Linked DNA regions of Oryctolagus cuniculus: region 1 is linked to region 2. The links are chromatin contacts, called in public Hi-C maps. All regions are on one chromosome and are shown on one strand. The core of a region is the stretch at or near the end of the contact, and the rest is flanking DNA. Distances in the headings are between cores, read along the strand shown.

Evidence for each region. Hi-C and Micro-C count contacts between places; a contact is called where the count stands out from the background.
Region 1: a contact with region 2 is called in a Hi-C map of an unstated tissue, with 2.1 times the contacts expected there. The contact joins two enhancer-like sites. A contact is called at or near these places in 2 of 6 Hi-C or Micro-C datasets (skin fibroblasts and an unstated tissue).

Annotation. Positions count from the first base shown.
Region 1 is chr6:45,785,406-45,788,601 of mOryCun1.1, reverse strand. All of the region lies in intron 6 of EBF1 (EBF transcription factor 1), which reads left to right. Among named protein-coding and RNA genes, the nearest start is that of EBF1, 230 kb to the left of the region's middle. Within about 2 kb of position 1,896, at least 1 of the 8 cell types and tissues checked has an H3K27ac peak or open chromatin away from gene starts, as enhancers often do.
Region 2 is chr6:45,604,251-45,607,724 of mOryCun1.1, reverse strand. It overlaps EBF1 (EBF transcription factor 1), which reads left to right. Exons shown (of 16, transcript XM_008255335.4): 16 at 2,942-3,474. The coding sequence ends at 2,973. Among named protein-coding and RNA genes, the nearest start is that of EBF1, 410 kb to the left of the region's middle. Within about 2 kb of position 1,829, at least 2 of the 8 cell types and tissues checked have an H3K27ac peak or open chromatin away from gene starts, as enhancers often do.

The sequences.
Region 1 (3,196 bases), core at 647-3,146, 180 kb before region 2:
AGGAGAATCTACTTTATTTGCTGGACTTTGGGAATCAGTGAAGAAATTTAGCCTGGTAAAAATAAAAATGTGTGATCTAGGGTGAATTGCTTAACTTGTCTGGGCTCCAGTTTCCTCACTGAAAAGTGAAGGCATAAGTAATATAGACACCTACATTATCTGGTTGTGGGGATTCAATGAAATAATGAATTAAATGACATAAAACATTTATTCAAAAACTATTTTCTATTAATGTTATGTAGAAGTTATAGTACCAGAAAGTAGTACCCAAATTGGAGATATTCTCTCAGAGAAATGGGGGCTGGCTTTACTTTTGAGTGTCTATAGTTAGAAGTCACTCCAATATGGCGAAAAAACCTCCCTCATCCCCAGACCAATTTCTCATGCCCCTCTCCTCTCCTCTCCTCTCCTCTCCTCTCCTCTCCTCTCCTCTCCTCTCCTCTCCTCTCCTCTCCTCTCCTCTCCTCTCCTCCTCTCCCCTCTCCTCTCCTCTCCTCCCCTCCCCTCCCCTCTCTTCCCATCCCTTCCCCTCCCCTCCCCTCTCCTTTCCTCTCCTCTCCTCCCCTCCCCTCCCCTCTCTTCCCCTCCCTTCCCCTCCCCTCCTCCCCTCTCCTCCCCTCTCCCCTCCTCCCCTCTCCTCCCCTCTCCTCTCCTCTCCTCTCTCCATGTTCCCCTCCCCTTGCCTCGCCCCCTGTCCTGATAGTTTTATGCATCTTTCACCACCCAAAAGTAGGTCACTAGTCTCATTGCAGTTAGCTAAATAATTGTAGGTGATTTATTGTTAGTGAAAATACTTTTGGATTCTGTATTTGCATATTCAGTTTGTTATTATTTTCTGGGTTGTCTTCTGCTTGCAAATTGATTTAAGCTTTCCCATGAGCAGTCCAAGATATGGATGAGAGAACCTGACAGAATCACACTTGATCTGTGCTCCGTGTGGCAGCAACATGAGGTTATATTCTTTTCCATTGTCAGTTGGGAGCTGGCATTTGTGTTCTATTTCTTGCTGGTTTTACAGGCACCGGAAGCCATTACTTCCATTGCAAGATATGGTACACGGAAACGACTTCTTTCCTAATTATTCTAATGAGGCTTCCTGAACATTGTTGGAAAGAGAAGCCATGGAAAATGTGCATCGTCACAAAACTTAGTACTGCCCACAAACCACTGGGTCTAAAGAGGGTTTCAAAATACAATGCCAATTGGAAAGGGCTTGTGTGTATGTGTCTGTGTGTTTGTAGTATTTCATCATAAATTAGTGTCAAAACTCAGCGTTGCCAAAAAGTCTCATTAAAGGGAAAACAGTCTAATAGGAATGAAATAATTTAGTCTCTACTTTTTATGAAGCAATAATATTTTTGAACAGTCAGCTGAATGCTGCCTAAGTTGCCTGGGTGCCTATGGGTCTCAGAAAGTTCTTCCATGGAGATAAATAAGCTGTCAATTCATGATGAAGAAAATCATACGCACGGTGTTGATCTTGGCTGGGTTGCCTGTACAAGTATGAGAGAAATTTTTGCTGAGATGTAGCACAGCCCATGTGTTAGCAGTTAGCACTCCAGTGCCACACTGAGCCCCTGCTAGCCTTTTCAAAAGATAAACATGGTTGTCAAAATAAGGAAAAGAAAAGATTAACCCCTTCAGGTGCATGTAAATAATACATGACACTCTGGCTCCCTAGTGTATACACGAAGAAAAGAAGTCATGGTGCTAAGAGTGGTTTTTATCCAGTTACCCTGGTCGCCTTTTCTAAATACCTTCACAAGCTTGGGCTTGGAACTGTAGATGGAGACTGAAGCAAATCTGGGTGCAGTGGGAAGGGAGCTGGTGGAGGTAGAGGCTTTAAGGAAATGAGTGCCAAAAGCCAATTCCTTTACTTACTCCCTTACACTTTTACAGTATAGCAAGCTGTTTCTCTGACTCTGTGGTCTAAAGCCATGCATAATTTGGAGTGAGCATCTAAAAGCAAACAGTAAACAGGATAATTTTGCTTATACCAGGGTAGTACAGTAAAAAGACCTGCATGGGTATCCCGCTGTTAGGAAAATCCAGCACTGGGCAAGAGCAGAGGCAGAAGGAGAATCATGATATTTTTAATTTCTTTTGTACCAATAAAATCAAAAGGGGGCTATCAAAGCAACACTAGTATGCCATTCACCTGCCATGGTAGGTGGCATATCCTTTGGTTGCCTTGAGATTTATAGATTTTAAAGCTTTTTGTTTTTTTTTTTGTGATTTCCATATCCAACATGAGGGGCTTGGCTGGTGGAACAGTGGACCAGAGCGTCTTAAACTGAACAATAGGGCAATGCCAAACATCTTATGGAAAGATACAGCTTTTCCTGAAGCTTGGAGGGTATAGTTGCAAGAGCTTTCCTTTTTTTCTTTGCCCTCAGATCAGAGGTCCTACAAGGCAGCAGGGAAAGTAAGATGGAAAACATCTGTGTATCTTACCTAGGAGGTCTTCAGTAAAAGACAGTGGCTCTATGTCACAAAAGTGTCTAATAGACAAGCCACAAAGAACTCTTATGGAGCTTTCTGTAGAGGACAGTAGACAGTAGACAGGAAGCAATCTGGGATTAAAGGTAGGAGACATACTGACTTCCTTAAGCTCCAGTTTCCTCCTTATTAATGGGGCAATAATAACAACTACATTATTAGAGACACTGGGAGACTAAAAGAGACAGTGCCTACAAAGTAGGATGCCTGCCTGATTGCAAGCTCACCATAAGTACTTGAAGCTGTTGCTGATTTTTATCCTTGCTAGTATAATTACATCCTATCTTATATTACTATTGGCCCTGGCATTTCAACTAGTCATACATGATATTGAATATATCATGGAACTTCTTTTAGCTTTAAGTTTTCCTCATTCCCCAAACAAAGCAATTGGACCACTAGCTAAGTTTTATTTCTTCCTCTAAGATTCTGAGGTCCTAAGTTTCTTTTTGTTGTAATTGAGTAAAAATGCACCTATTCATCCCCAAAGGGTCATAAATTTAAAGTTCTTGTGTAAAGGAACCTGAAAAGTTTAGATCATAATTAAGAAAGTGATTTATGATAAAATTGACTCTATCAAGGTGATGGAGTTTTCTCTAACCACATGGATATTATGTGAGTATATCTAGATAAGTGACAGATGAAAAAGATACATACTAATCTCTGTAAAATCCAGATGAATATTAACCCTTATTCA
Region 2 (3,474 bases), core at 580-3,079:
AATTTTCAGATTGCAGCACAGATAAAAGAAAAACAGCTTCGAACTCCTCAGAGCCTCCTGTGGGCACACAGTGAGGTTTCTTCATAAAGAGGCTTCTTTTGCCATGCTATGCTGAGGAGCCACGAGTGGAGATCGTAGCCCGGATTTACTCATCAATAAGTGTCTGCACATGGAGTTTTGGAAGTCATAGGCGAGGTTTAGGGCTCTGTAACTTGTGATGTTAATAAAATTCTGGGCCTTTTTCTGCACAGAGTTGGACAGCTTCCATTAGATTCTCCCACAAGTCTGTAGGCCACTGAAGGAAAATGGGAAAGGAGGAGCCGACCACGTTCCCCCTCTAGAGATCCTCAGATGTGTGTGTGTGTCTTTAATTTCTATTATCTGCTGACGTGGATACCCTGGCTATTTTGTCTTTAAAATTCGACAACTCCAGCTGTCTTGAAAGAGGTCAGAAGTCCTGGAGGCTGTACACTGTCATTCCTGTGTGGCGACATTTGGTGGGCCTGACTGCTGTGCACTCTGAAGAAGATGGTACTGGCTACATCACCTCCATCCCCACTCGGAGGCTTTGCTCACTCCCTTCCCAGCCAGGGCCCCTGGGGTGCTGCAGTTGGAACCCCTAGAGTCTGGGTTAAGAAGTGCTCTTAGCTACCGACTGCCACCTAAAATAGCTTTGTTTCAGAACTTTAAATATGGTCCTAAGTGGCGGTTTCATCTGACAGATCTAGCACATTCCTTATAAGATCTTAGCAGTGTTTGGGTACCTAAACAAAAAATCTAGCCACCCAATGGGATGTTTTTAGGGCCCAGCTATAAATACTGGCCGGACCTATTGACCATATTAGCAGTGTCAGCTCTCTGCTTTACTGTGAGTCATACTGACATTGCCTAAGCTTATCTGGCTATACTGTGAGGGACTTTTCTTGAATTTTCTTGTAGAAGTCACAAGTAGACTTGCCTCTTTGGCCATGGGCTTAAAACTGCCGCAATCTTTAGTAAGGGTACCTGGACCCCATTCCAGCCGGAATAAAAATGTCCTTGAAGAGGCAGGGCCCTGCTGAGCAGTCACACTGCAAAGACCCCTCCCCTCCCCCCTTGCCTTTTGCGTCACCACGTCTTCAATGCTCAAGTTCAGACTTGGATTAAAATACAGAGCTCCTGGCTTTAGTCAGATCTAGGGTTCATTTGATTCTTGGGGGGACTGCATTTTGTTCTGATCTCAAATCTTTCAGGGGGTTTAAGTTGGTCTGCATTTGGCAAAAGACAACTTCCTGTTTCTAAGAAAAAAAGGCTTATGAGGGCTTACAAAAAGGACTCCAGGAGCTTTTGGCCTGCAAAGGGGCTCTTGCAAAACAACATTTGGATGATTTACGTGTAAATGAATCAGAAACATGTGGATTGAATTTCCTTGTGAATACAGATGGGTTTAAAAATTAACGGAAAAAGTGTTTGGCAAAATACTTTTTGGTGTTTGTTCTAATTGAATCTAAAACGTCAGGGCGTGTGGTGGCCTCAGGGTGCAGAGCCCCCACCTCCTGGCCTCCCTGTGTCCCCTGCAGGATTTGTAGTAGTGGGGTTCACTTAAACAGACCCATTCCTCTAGACAGGATCGTTAGTAAATGAAGAGGGCCACTTCCTAAACACAGTCATCACTGACAAGAACATTAATTGAAGTTTAGGACTGCCAGTAACAAGAAGGCAGGAAGTTTTCCCTGCTTGACAGGACGCTGGGCCATTCTGGTGAGTCCAATATGGCTGCTTCCCGATTGTAATGTAAGAATCTCTCTCCCCTTGATGTAGTTCAGAGTTGCCGCTTGCTCCACCTTCACAGTCTTATCGATATCCCAGACTTCCCCACAGCCTTGTGTGAAATGTGCCTGTTGGGTATAAGAGAAAAGAGAGGCCCAGAGAAGTTAAACACTTAACACAAGGTCACACAGCTAGTTTAACAGCACAAGTGATATGCAGCTAACTCCTACCAGGAACCTAAGCAAAGGACTTCACATATTTGTTATTTTATTTAAATTTCCAACAACCTTAAACCAAGTGAATAACTGCATTATCTAGCCAAGGAGATTGAAGTTTAAGGATCCGAGTGGCTATGGCCCAGGGAAAACCAGAGGTGGGAAGGCTGACCTATCTGACTCTCTTCTCTCCATATACCAGTAGGTTTAGCGGCCTAAGTCTGAACCCTTCAAAGAGCCGTCCTGTTTCCCAGGATCTCACTCTAGTTTTCCTAGGCTACAATTTTCTAGGAAGCATAGTCAGAACATTCCAGAAACCAGGAGCAAAGCAGCGGTGAAGACCTTCCGCAGCTTCATGCCAACTTGTCTCCCCCTCCCGCTCTGAGCTTTCCCCCAACTCCACATTCCCAGTGAGCAGGCCTGCCGTAGTAGCGGCTGTGTTTCCTGCAGCCTGAGGGCTGATGCGAAGGCATTCAGAAGGCTGCCCTGTGGCTCCATTTTTGTGCACAGCAAAGTCGTAGGTGGTGGTGGTGGTGGTGTTATTGTTGCTTTTAGAAAATTACTGGCAAATGGGATGGACCAATTTATATTCTGGATGTGAAGTCAGGGCCGGGAGGTGATGTGGGTAAGAGGGACAGATTGAAAATTTTCACTGTTTTGCAAGGTTTGGGGCTGTAACTTTCCCAATGGTATTCAAACTATTTAACTTTCCAGTCATGTTTTTAAATTGCAATCAGATTTGGAGTGATGCTTAGGCTATTCTGTTCTGATGGAGATACATACGCATGCTGATATACTATAATATTTAATACAGTACATATATGTATTATAACAAAAACTTACTCCAGAGATGATGAGAGCACGTGTGTGGGTAATATTCAATCAATGTAGATGTGTATGCATGCTTTTTATTTTTTTTTCCCCTCAGTGAGAAGTTTGAATGCTAAGCCATTGACTTCTGTCTTCTCTTTCCATAGCGATATCTGGCATGATTGTTCCTCCCATGTGAAAGGATTGCCTTGAAGAATTTTATTAATGAAGAGGTTGGATTCTGCTACAGAGAGTAATCTGATACAAGTCCCAGAGTGGAACTTTTAACTCAGGCCTTTTTAAGAGGAATCACAATAACTGCAGATTTTTAAACAAACAAAAATCACCGACCTTGCAAATACTGAAATTGGAAGGAATCTGCCAGTGCAGGGTGTTGGTTAAAGTTGTACCTCCCGAGTGTTTGGGGGATATATTTATTCTGTACTGATAAAAGCAAATCCACTTTTTCTTTTTTTTTTTTTTTTAAAGCTTAACTCTGCAATCATTTGTCTTTTATAAACCGTAAAGCTATATACAAGGGACACTATAAATAAGACTCCATGTTTTAATTTATGATGTTTTTAAAGCTGTGTAAAGGGAGAATGAACTGGTGATATTTACAAAAAAGTTTGAAAAAAGAAAAAAAAAGCTTGTATGGGACAGAATAGGAATGCCAGTTAGATTTTTTAGAAAACTAAGG